2 separate regions of the Rattus norvegicus genome follow, and region 2 is linked to region 1. Evidence: chromatin contacts called from public Hi-C data. All regions are on one chromosome and are shown on one strand. Each heading gives the region's core, a stretch centred on a gene start, on an enhancer-like site or on the middle of the called end of the contact. The rest is flanking DNA. Distances are from core to core; before and after follow the strand shown. Region 1 overlaps Sdccag8 (SHH signaling and ciliogenesis regulator SDCCAG8). Region 2 holds the start of Zbtb18 (zinc finger and BTB domain containing 18).

The links. Hi-C and Micro-C count contacts between places; a contact is called where the count stands out from the background.
Region 2: a contact with region 1 is called in a Hi-C map of frontal cortex, with 2.3 times the contacts expected there. The contact joins the promoter of Zbtb18 here to the enhancer-like site in region 1. A contact is called at or near these places in 2 of 12 Hi-C or Micro-C datasets (frontal cortex and prefrontal cortex).

What each region holds. Positions count from the first base shown.
Region 1 is chr13:91,379,691-91,385,842 of GRCr8, reverse strand. The region is part of intron 13 of Sdccag8 (SHH signaling and ciliogenesis regulator SDCCAG8); the gene reads right to left. Among named protein-coding and RNA genes, the nearest start is that of Sdccag8, 96 kb to the right of the region's middle. Within about 2 kb of position 3,797, at least 30 of the 93 cell types and tissues checked have an H3K27ac peak or open chromatin away from gene starts, as enhancers often do. A contact at or near this core is called in prefrontal cortex, where this site is marked.
Region 2 is chr13:91,971,613-91,977,764 of GRCr8, reverse strand. It overlaps Zbtb18 (zinc finger and BTB domain containing 18), which reads right to left and starts at 3,832. Exons shown (of 2, transcript NM_001401285.1): 1 at 3,671-3,832; 2 at 1-1,366. The coding sequence starts at 3,683.

The DNA of each region.
Region 1 (6,152 bases), core at 2,548-5,047:
CCAGGTTGCAGCAGAGAAGAGGAAAGCCGTCTCTAAGGGCACTGCTAGGTGAAGCCTGAACTGACGTCGTTCACATCTTCAATGCCAGTTTTCCTCAAACAGCATATGGGTGTAGGTTGCAAGGTAAAACATTTAAGCTCCTTAATAAAGAACTGATGTTCCTTCCTTCTCTCCATTCTGAATGCGCCTCGCTGCTCTGCTTCCCTGAGAACTACGCAGTCTGGAGACGCTATCATTCCCCTGCGTTAGTGGTTTCTGTCTGCCAATGTTATTTTGACAACAGAGGATATCCATTTTTCACCCTTTTTCTCAGTTACCTTTAGGCAAAACCTGCTTCGAGACATAAAAATATTGCGGTACTGTAGGACAAAGACCTGAGAGGTTTTCATAGACTTGCTGAGAGGAAAGACGAGTTTGCGAGATTCTGTTAAGAGTTAGAGGAGACCAAATGACAACTTTAAATCTGCCACAATCATTTACTAATGTGCCGCTATATCAAATAAGTCTGATTTTTTGACAGCACCAAATTAGATTTATTGCAGAAACTGCTGCATAAATAGCATATGGCTATGTTATACCACCTATTTCAGATCCTGGTAATGCTTCCCCCCCTCTCCGAAATGAATAATTTGAGCCAAGCTATAAACCTTCTGGAAAAAAAAAAGGAGAAAGACAGACCCAAGTTTGAAAACAGATGCAGGAGACCTGAATCTTGTTGTCAAAGTCGTAGCATTTGAACCAATGTGCTGACCTAGCTGGGATGATGGCTCCTCAATGCACAATTAAATTTAACAGGTTGCCTTCTCATTTTTGCACAGTAATTTGATTTTTGTTTTAAGGTTTGGGCTCTAAATTATACTTAGATTTTGTTGTTCAGTCCACAATTACATGGAGCAAAAAGGATGAACAAGTGGCCCTTGGTCAGACACAGCTTAAATTAGGTTATTAAGGAGAAACACACATATAGCCTGACTGCTTTTAGTTTTCAGTTGTGAGAGATTTATGTGGTGAAAATCATACCCAGAAGTCTTTTCTAATTTTAAGTATGTCCTGATCCTGAACACTGTGGATAAAAGATGTACAGCGACCGCTTGGCGTGCCTCAGCGAAGAAGAGAACGGCAGGACTACACGTTCCGCAAAAACCGAAGTTGCACAGGGGCTGACACTGAAAACTCAGGCAATGAATTCAGAGATGGGCAGTTCCTCCGTTTCAGTCTCTCTCCAATACCCAACCCCACCCCCAAGTTTGACACACAGTCCAACTAAATTCTCCTCTTTGAACAAAAGTTTCAGTGCGTCCATCGATGGGAAAGGCATTGCAAGGTCTTCTCGCAGACCAATGGGCACACCACTGCACACATCGTGGCACTGAGCTACCCCGCAGGCTCCCTCTCTGTGGTCAGTCTTCCCAGCTGCCCTATCTGTTACTGTCTGATTAGTTCTGCTAAGGAGCCCCTCCCCTGCCAGCTTTCGGTGCCATCTGTTCTACACAAGATGGCTGCTGCCCAGCAGCCTAACACTGCCCTCCTACCTGGCACCCGGCTACCATCCTTACCCCAAAGTGCTAACACAGGTTCTCGCTGCTGGCACACTCAGGCTTTCATTACTACTACTTTGACAAGTGCAGGGTTGTTTGTAATTTCTCTTTTATCCTGATTTTGATTGTACAACCACCTCCCACTGATTCAGTTTGCTTCAGTTTTGTTGCTCACAGATTTTACTCTCCACATTAATCTCCCTCTGGCATGTTACTGCATCTGTTCCCTTTTTTATTATTAATTTTCAAATTCCCACCATTTTTGACAAAAAGGAGGTAATCTACACTCTGTTTCTGCCCATTTCATTTTCTTTAATTTGGAAGATAAGTATGAAAGCATGCCAAAGAAGTTAATTCTCCGTTAACAGTTTGTTTTCTGGCATCCCTAAGCCTTTGTATATGAAAGACAGATAGGGATAAATGTTGACGGAATCACAGCAACAGAGTCGAACCATCCCTGACTCTAATGAAAAGCAAACACGGAAGGCAGCATCTAGGATGTTTATTAGTGATATGAGCTGTCTCCTGCGCCATGACGCCCTCCACTTTTACAGATAATTCTTTGTGAAAGTCAGTCTGGGTGCGGGATCAAAATTTGGGTTCCTCTACAGTTCTCTCATGGGCTTTTTTTTTTTTTTTTTTGCTGTAGATGGATTTCATTATTCCTTAATAGGATTATCATCCTTTCTCGGCTGAAACATTGCTGACCAATTATTCAATGACTAAAGACTTGAATAGATGTCTTCTTTCAGGGAGAGGTAAGAACCGAGTACCAGCAGTGCTGTCCGCAGAACTTAAGGAGCCCCGGCTGCCACGATGCTGCCATCAGCAAAGGACGACTTCAGGAAGGAATAGACCGATGGCTTTCCCTCTCAAGACAAAGACTAAGACTAGAAAAGAGGAAGCACCATATTTAACAAAGTACTCTCTGTAGCCTTAATTCATCAACGCTATAACCTTGCCAAAGGAGGCTAGCTAGAGGACTGGACCGTGCCCTCAGCTGCCCTCAAGTTTTCTAGACTAAGCATTGTGATGATTGATTATTGTTATTATTTTTATTGTTATTATTATTACTATTATTATTACTATTTTACATGACTTCGTTTTAAAGCATTGAGGTCTCTGAACAGACAGAAGCACAGTCTCTATCTCTAATTTCCAGAACTCTGTGTTAACGGGATTTTACATATCCGTGCATCTCAACAAGCCTCAGCTACTCTTTGTAGGAAATGAAGGGCAGTTGACAGAACAAGGACACGTCAAAATCAAGCCAAGCCAGCCTGCTGAAGCACACGGGATTGATCCGCTTCTGGAAGGCAGGCAAGGGCCACCCGCTCACCAGCCTCCAGCCTCTACATGTGCCACTAGGACATGGCACTTTGTTTTCCATGTCATGTACCAAATATTAGTACATTTGTACAAAGTTACCCTTCGGCCTCTGGGTCCATTCTTTTAGTAAATCTTTTAGTCAGAAACAGGCTCTGATAAAGACAGCAAAGTTTTCAAGGCTGGCTCTTAGAGTACCTTCTCTGGAGAAGGAATCCCTCCTAGACCTCAAAACACAAGCAACCCATTTTTTCTTTCCTTGTAAACCCCAGGACGTGAGAAAGATACTCAGTTCTCTCCATGGTGATAGAAGTGTGCTTGCTAGAGGCCATACTGAGCCACTGTGGAACGTCGATTCCACTTAGCTAGATGTCTACCTGACAGGCTGCTCCAAAATGTTGCTTTAACCCATGACTTAATACTTGCTCTGAGCTGAAACTGACTGCATTCCACCCCAGCCCCAGTGCGGGCTTACACGGTCTGGACAGCAGTGTGTTTCCCATGAGGCTGACTTCGGTCTGGGTCAGGTCACTGAGGAGACCAAAACATTTCCCAGCCTCTTAAACCATCTCAAGATTCTTACGAAGCTTGCTGTCTTGGATTTATCAATCAATGACTCACTGTGTAATAAGCAAGTGGTTATCAAATAAAAAAGGAGCACTGTCTGACAACTGACCTACTAACCAAACCCAGGGAGGAGGGAGGTGGTGGGTGAGGATATTAGACACCATTAAACTGATGACTTGTTTCCTTCCCTCCATTTATCTACCGTAGGAGGGAGGACAGAACTTCCTCTCAGAAGCGCTCTGACTTGGGAGCATTATTCTAGCACACACTGCTGCCTTCCCTTCCATTTTCACTGAACTTCATGCTCCTTGTTGTTGAGTCAGGCAAGCAGTGTGGGTAAGCTTTCTCGGTTCCCTCTGGGCTTCTTCAGGAAATGAGCTGGCTGCTGCCGCCACCATGCTCCAGGCTGTGGGCCTGAGTGGCAGGGGAGAAGGGAGCGTCCCCAGTGTCGATTTTCAGTGCACACACATTTGGGCATTGCAGAACTGAGGGGAGCGAGCCAGGAACATTGAACAGAACCTGCAGACACACATTGGCTGGCAGCCGCTAACTCAAGCCTCTGCCCCGGGCCACGCCGAGACCAGGGTGTCGCGCCTGCCAGACAGGTGGAGAGCCCATGCACAGGCAGTGTGGTGTCCACCAGAGCCTCTGTTTTCCTGGCTCCTTGACAGCCTACTTTCCCCGATACTGGGTGGGGGAGAAAAAGAGGATGCAATTTATAACAGCACCAAGGCCATCTATTTTGAGCCTTGAAGATGTTGGTTGCACATATATTCATTTAAAATTATTTTTGACACGTTCTCTGCTTAATTTATTCATGAAAGGAGTACAAGAGAGGGAAAATGAGCTTAACTTTTAAATGGAAACTTTAGGTTAAAAATTCTTGAATAAAACTCAAGTGGAAAAAACTGAAGTTAACCATGCAACATAAAGAAACACACTGATGCTACAGGTCTTCTTCAAATGCAGAAGCAGGGCGCAGAGCTGGGACCTAAGCTAATTAACAGATGCTATTTCCTTCTCCCTTTCCTCCCTTAACGGTAAAGAGCAGAGGTAAATTTATGCTAAACACCTGATGTCATGCTTGGTGATGGGGGGCTGAAAATAAAGAGAGGGCTTGATTCTGGCCTCTGAGCTTAGATTTTACAACCTTCCAAGTCTACATAGCTCTAAATTATGGGGTTTTTAAAAAACTTGTTTGTTTTTATACATGTGTGTGTGTGTGTGTGTGTGTGTGTGTGTGTGTGTGTGTGATTGTAGCATCTAATGGCCATCTTCAAGCCCTCCTTTTCTTTCCCTTCCTCGTTGTACTTCCAAACTTCCCCTTACAGGACTCATCCTCTTCATATATTTAGGAATGTTCTCCATGGAACTCCATGTTAGCCCTGACACACAGAGCATCTCAAACTGCTTATAATTAACCAGGTTTGTTTGAACTCCTGATCACTTATAAAGCACTAGTTTTATAAACATTTGATACACTAAAAGTTATGCACACTAATTAAACTGCTTATCAATTAAAAAAAACACCCACTCAAGTTTTAAAGATCGCACTCATTACCACTGTTGCCATTTGAATTTACATGGGTGCTATGGTTATGTGTAGCTCAGTGGTCACTGTGTACACAGCATGCGTAGGTCCCTGAATTCAATCCCTAACACAAAGTAAGAAAAGAAGGGAGAAAGAAGGGGGAAAGAAATGTGTCTATACATAGATATACTAGTTTCTATACTGACACAGTGTTTATGTGTCTCACGTCACAGAGTAGCAGCAAGCAGACACTGCTGTACAGAACCAGGCAATGCACGGCACAAGCTCAGGACACTCTCGACTTCCTGCTTCTTTCACCCTCTAAAATAAACAAGCAAGACGCCTTATGAACCGGCCATGCCTCTTTGGATTTATATTGGCAGTGGGCAATACCAGGTTCCAATCAACATGAACAGGGAACCGCTCTTTGTTCCTTCTTCCCACTCCAAACTATTCCTCAGGCAAAGAAAAAAATCAGTGGTCATATTTTAAACTGACAGGGACAACGGAGCAGACACCCCCCTGCTCTTACTTACCCAGGGTCCTTCATCCCTTTCTTCCCAGTGACATAACTTTCTCCTGGCAAAGTGTGACTTTCCCCTGGCTCCCCGTGGCTTCTCTGAGCTGCAGACTACCATATCCCAAAGGTATGTTTGTGCATCTAGACACTATTTGCTTCTAAGGGAGTAATCCTGGAAGCTTGGGAAGTTATACTCAAAGGCAGGAAATCAAAGCCCTCTCCTTTATCTTCAGCTTCAGAATGAAGGGTTTGACCTGTGAGACGGAGATCTGAAAGGATGAGCCATCCTCAGACGAGGAGAGCTCTGCCATGGATGGCTCACTGTGACACCACAGGGGTGCTGAGGACAGTCCCCAGGCCTAGGAAGGAGAGCTGGCTACACTTGCACTGTTTCTTCCTCTGAGGACTTCTAAGAACAGAAATAGAGCAAATCTCAGTAGACCGAGCAGTCAAACTACGTCAAGAGCAGTGATTATCTCAGCTGAATGTCAGTCATTTCAGCTTCTAGAATGCTCTAGAAACAAAGTGTTAGTCACCTTTTGTTTCGATAAACCTGCCCATTACAGTAAGACAGCCTTGTGACTTCCTTGATGTAGCTTCCCTCAATTTCAAAATGATATAAAAGCTCAATTGCAACCTGCTATCTATTTAGGTCAGAGGTCAGGTCTTT
Region 2 (6,152 bases), core at 2,583-5,082, 590 kb before region 1:
TGTGAGTACTGGAAACTCTTGCCGCACTGGGTGCACGTGTAGGGCTTCTCCCCTGAGTGAGTCCTCTCGTGGCGCTTGAGGGTGTACATGCAGGAGAAAGTCTTCCCACACAGAGAGCACGTGGGCACATTGACATCGGCGGCAGGCTTGCTGCGGATGCCATCCTGCTCGCGGAAGTGCGTGCTCAGGTGGATCTGCAGGATGTGGGGGCTGGGGAAGACTTTGTTGCACAGGGGGCACATGAAGATCTGGCCCGCGGGGCTCAGGATATTGGAGACATAGGGAAGCAGACTGCTCTCCATGCCTCCTTCCACCTGCACCCGCTCGCTCTCTGGGGTCATCATCTCATCGTCGCTGGCTTTGTCCTCCCGATCCAGCTCCCTTAAGACCGAGTCCTCCCTCAGAGGAGCCAGGTGGGCCGGCTCATACTGTACCCTGTTGTTAGCGCTCACACTCTCTTTCACAGTGCTATGTTCCATGTCATAGTCATTAGTGCCAACATCACTCTCATCACAGGATGCCTCTTTCTCCACCTTCACCTGCACCAGGTTGCTTCTCAGCACGTCCTGTGAAGAGAAATAAGAGCTGTTCAGATTTTCAACTCCTGAAAGGCTGGACTTGACAGACAGGTCCAGCACACAGTCAACATCTGCCGAATCCCTCACGGAGGTGACAGACCTCTGGGACAAAGACTCTGTTGAGCTGCAGGGGCTGGCTACTGTTTTTCCAGCTGCTGTGGCGTGTGGCTCGGCCTCTCCGCCAGCCTGGGGGATGCCTGCTGCGTCTGAGGGCAATCGCATCCACATGTTCCCAGGCTCAGCTGCCAAGTCCCTTTTGCTGGGTAGAATGTTCAATTTGTCATCTTCGCCTTCGTCTTCATCACTGGGCAGATCACCTGCCATGTGGCTGCTGCCGTCCGAGAGGCTCTCGACTTTATCCGAACAACTTGAAGCATCTTCTTCTTTTTTGGTGCTGTCTGCCTCTGTGGTAGCTTTCTCTTTCAGCTTCTTTTTGCAGACTTTGACAATGTCATACATGTGGAGATAACTGGCAGCTGCTAGCACGTCCTCAATGGGCAAGTCTTTGAACTGGAGTTTCCCTTCGTACATGAATTCAAGCAGGAGAGCGAAAGCGGGGGCTGTCACAATGTCGCTGTTCAGATGAACAATGTCTCTTTTGTCCAGCTGGTCCTTGTAAAAGAGGTGGAAATACATGCTGCATGAAGCCAGTACAGCTCGGTGTGCCCGGAACTGGGCATCTCCCACCAGAACAGTGCAGTCACAAAGAAAGCCCTGGTGCCTCTGCTCGCTCAGACACTGCAGCAAATGTCTGCTGTGGTCTGGGAACTCCATACTGTCTTCATAACCTGGAAAGAGGAGTTTCTGGTTAGAGACTGGTCAGGAATTTAGACTCTAGTCCCCACTTAAAAATATCCGCCTTAGTGGTGGAGAGTTACATGTCTGAATTTAAATCAGGCTCACGCCCCAAGGACACCCAAGTCACACGCTCAACCTAAATGCAGTCACCATGGACTCACTCACCCCTCTCAGAACTTCTGGTCAAGTTTAAAGCCTTCCATTAGCCTATTACTGAGAACAAGAACTCAGACCTCTTCCAGAAATTTAACCAACGACTCATCAAATGACATCCCACAAAACCTACAAGACAGCTTTAACTTCAAAGGGAGAGAATTTCTAATACCAGGCAAAGTCCCACACAAATTGTGAAGAGTCAAGAAAACATGTCCAGCCAGTCTTTGTATCACTTTTGATACCCGACTACCTGGAAAGCCCAGACTGAACACACACACACACACACACACACACACACACACACACACACACACACACACATTTGGTTGAGTTGTGGGGAAAAAAAATGAAATTGCATAATTAGTCCAGAATAGGCAAACAACTTACTTTAAAGTCAGAGTGTTACAACAACAAAAGCCCTGCATACAAGAACAGATGTTGGTGCTGTAAGATTTGCAGGTACTGCACACCCTGAAGATCAGACAGAACTGCACCGACAGATGGGAAAGATCATCTTTACTATGAACAAATCCAAACATTTTAAAAATGAATGGGGGGGGGGGTCTGTTTCTTTGTAGATCCTTTCCTTCAACAACATTAGCAACCAGAGAGGCTGTTAACTATGAAAAATTTCATCTAAACTTTGATCTGCTATAGGGCAAAAGAAACTTCATATTAAAATTAATCAAACTTTTACCACTATAAAATGAAGTGCAAAAACTGTGTGAGTTAAATATTTAGTATTTTTAAAAGCCTTCCTAGGAAAAAAAAACAAAATAAATAAACTTTTTTTCTGGCTCTGCCTTAGGTATCCAACAGAAAATACTTTGTTTCAAAAATAATTGACATATTTTGTTTCCCCAGTACCTTCTATTCTTCCAATTATGCATCTTTCCCATGTTTTCTGGCAAGAGAGAATGAAAGAAGGGAAGGGAAAACTGGTCAAAATTCAACTGTGGTAGCTAAAACTCAGATGAGCTTAGCACACTTCCCCATCCTGGGACCAAAGGCAGGGCTCCCCTCATCTATCTCAGCAAGTGCATCTGATGGAGAGCAAGCCAGTTAATACCCAGAGACGGCTTCTCTCCTCCACACTATGCTGAGACACAGCGAAACTCTCATCCTGACCCGCACCTTCGGAAAGACACCACCAACAGAATAAACCAAGACTTACAATACAATCAGTTTAAGTGCCCCACAGCTAACATCAATCCTAATCCTTGAGAGGGCTAAAAATAAAGATTGGAGGGCAGCTCACAAGGTAGCCGTGATCAAATTAGGAGGCTGAGAGGACAGAGAGGGACGGAGAAGGAAGCTTATAAACATCTGATCCAGCTGACTGTAGCCATATGGCAGCTGCTGCCCAGATAAAGAGATTAAGAATAGAGGGGTGCGATTACAGCTGTCTGGCCAATTCAGGCAGCTCACATCTACAAGTTCTAAATTAGTCACTAACACAAAAACTCCTGCAAATAATTATTGTTAGGTTGAAATAAAAGATCTCTTAAATATAGATTTGAAAGAGAAATGAGGAAACTGGTCAAACTATTCTCCTAGGAACAAAAGTTCTCTTTCTTTCTTCCTTCTTAAAAAACAAAACAAAAAAAACAAAAAAAAAAACAAAACAACAACAAAAAAACCCAACTACAAAAACCCTCCGGTTTCAAAAGCACTACAGCTGTATGCTGCTTCCAGTCATGCTTGCCGAGTGTTTTGAAGAATAAGGTTTCACAGTGGAATTAATTACACAACCTAGCTTCTTAACCAGAATAATCTTTTCGTGTAAGTTTGAAAGCTGGATTCCAGACAGTTTACTATTTCTGCCCCCCTCAAGCAAAAGGAATCCAAACAGCAGTGAACAAAAGACATCTTAATCCACAGTGATCTCCAAAAGCCATATTCCAAAGCCTTCTTACCATCTGAAAACTTGAAATATTTCTGTGTATTAAAAGTTATTTACTCGCCCAAACAGAAGAAATAACCAAGCAAGCCCAAGACTCCAACTCCAGTAAGACCATCACTTGAGGCTCAATTTCACATTATTCATAAAGTAGATTAGAAAAGTAATGTGATTTTAAAAAAATTAGATAAAACACCCAAACACAAAGATGCTCGACCTAATCTCCTGCTACTCCTACCTTTAGGACACATAAACTTGATTAAGTCCTTCCCTCGGAGTCTTGCTGGCTGCAGGTCTGTTACATCGGTGGAAAAAAAGCAGACTAAGAGAGACAGATGCAAAGTGGAGATGATGTTGGAGAGGAACGAGATACCTTCCCCACCACAGATCCGCACACACTAACTCCCTGTCTGTGTGTTAGAATAAAAGGCTGAGGGATGGCAGGCTGTCAGCTGCTCTGACATCATGTTCAGATGGAAATGCTACCTCCAGCTGTGCTCCTTTAATGCCATATGCTACTCCTCTACACTCCTGCCACCAGCTTTTTCTTAGGAGAACTTTTCTCTTCTGTTAGTATAAACAAAATACTTCAAAGTCTTCCTTTTTCCCCCCAAACTTTCTAACAGAAGAAATTGAAAAATTCAGCATATGGAGTCCTACTGTATTTATGGAATCGCAACACTTCTGCCTCAAGTTGGTGGACTGGCTTACATATGACAGCACACTCGAGCTCGGTGCTATTCAGGAAACCCACATTCACTTTTATTCAACTCCAACGTCTAGTTTCAAAGGCAGCTTAGGGATATTTTTAAACCAACCCATTTGACATCTCTAGTCCCATTTCAACATTATTACAGCATGTTTTTCCCCCCTTCCCCTGCGGAGATAATGGCAGACATCTCCGAAATGTTGGCAGTCTTATTAAGAACTATTACTTCAGCGTGGTTCGCCTTATTGTTTCTTTCTTACCTAAGCAACTTATCTGCAACTACCTCCCAGGAAAACAGTTCACACCGCCGCCGTTAGTGCAAATTTCCACTCTCAGCATTAACAAACTGAAACTGCACTTCTGAAATCCTGGAAAGTATTTCAGTTCAATGAGGCAAATGAATAAACTGACGAAACCTGCTACAGTCACTTAGAATGGCTGTTTGACCACACATTCGTCTTCCTGCTCAGAAAAGTCGTCACTTTTGTCTTGTCCTTGGACTCTATCACTTTGGGGGGAAGGGGGTTGTGATCACCAGAAGGGGTGGGAAGCCAAGTGTAGACTTTGGGAACTTTTTTTGGCTACAGTTTGTGGATCTTTTCTAATGGCTGATGAAATGTTAATGTAACCGGGGCTGGGTCGCTGGGTGCCCTGTAAGGTGCTGCGACATCTATGAATATCAGACACATCTCCACGGACTCTTGGGAGGTTGAGGAGTAGAAAAAAGAAGTTGGGGCCTGAGGCACAAGCGTCCCAACCCAGGCGACAACCACTTAGGCTCGCCTTAGAAAACAGAGGCAGGGAGCTAGAGAACAAAACCCCAACTGTGTCCTGCTCTTGCTCACGAGTCACAAACCTAACTTTCTGTAACTTCGCGGTGAATGACATAATTCTGAACTCGTTCGGGAGGCACTCTGTGCAGATAGATATATTACTTCCCTGCCACACACACACCCTCCTTTCCACAGATGCCCTCGCCCTATTCCACTATATCCGACATTAATCACCCCGTTTACCCAGTGGGGTGGTGGTGGGGGTGAGTGACAGTTTAAAGAGTCCCAAGCACCGCAATGGCCCGAAGACATCCACTCCACGGATCAACCCGTCCACTGCTACCGCAGACCCTCGGAGGTTCTGGGTTTGTTTTTCAGAGGTGGGGGCAGGGTGCCCCGGGTGTGTGTGTGAGGTTCCGGGGTGGGAGAAGAGATGCAAATCTTCACGCAGTTCGCGGTGCATAAAGCACTCAGGGAAAGAGGAAGGGTGAAACCACGGGGAAGGAGGTGCAGGGCAGAGAGCCGGTGCAGCAGGAAAGCACCTTCCACAACGGCCGAGAAAACAGACCCGGGTCGCGGCAACAACAAAAGAAAAGTCGCAAGAAGCGGCGCGGCGACCGCTCCCCCGCCGCCGCCGCGCGCCAGCCCCCGGGGCCTCCCGGCAACCGCAACCCCGGCACCGCGCCCTCCCCCTCCCCCGGCCCTGCAGCTGCACCGGCCCCGGAGCCGCGGCCGTCCCGGGCGCTGCAGCTGCGGCGGCCCGGCCCCCTCCCCCGCCCGCCCGCCCGCCCTCCGCACCGGGAGGCGCCGCCGCAGCTGCACCGAGTCCGCCCCGCGCCGCAGCTGCACCGGCCGGGGAGCGCGGCCAGGCGAGGCGAGGCGAGGCGAGCCCGCACCGCCCGCCCTCCGCCGCACTAACTAACTCCGCCCGGCGGGAGCCCACGGTCGGCAGCGGGGCAGGGCGGGCGCGGGGACTCACACGGAGCGGCCCGAGTCGCCGCGTCCCCGCCGCGTCCTCCTCCTCCTCCTCCTCTGCCGCCGCCGCCGCCGCTGGACTTGTGGGCGTCCTCCGCCGGCCCCCGCCCGCCCGCCGGCCCCGGCCCGGGCCCCGCGCGCCCCCGCCGCCCCCCGCCCGCGCTGGCAGCCTGAGGCGCGCGGCCGAGCCACAGGGCCCCACTCTTTCAACGGCTCCCCATGGCAGCAGCCCAGCGGCGGCCGCAGCCTGCCAGACGCACGGG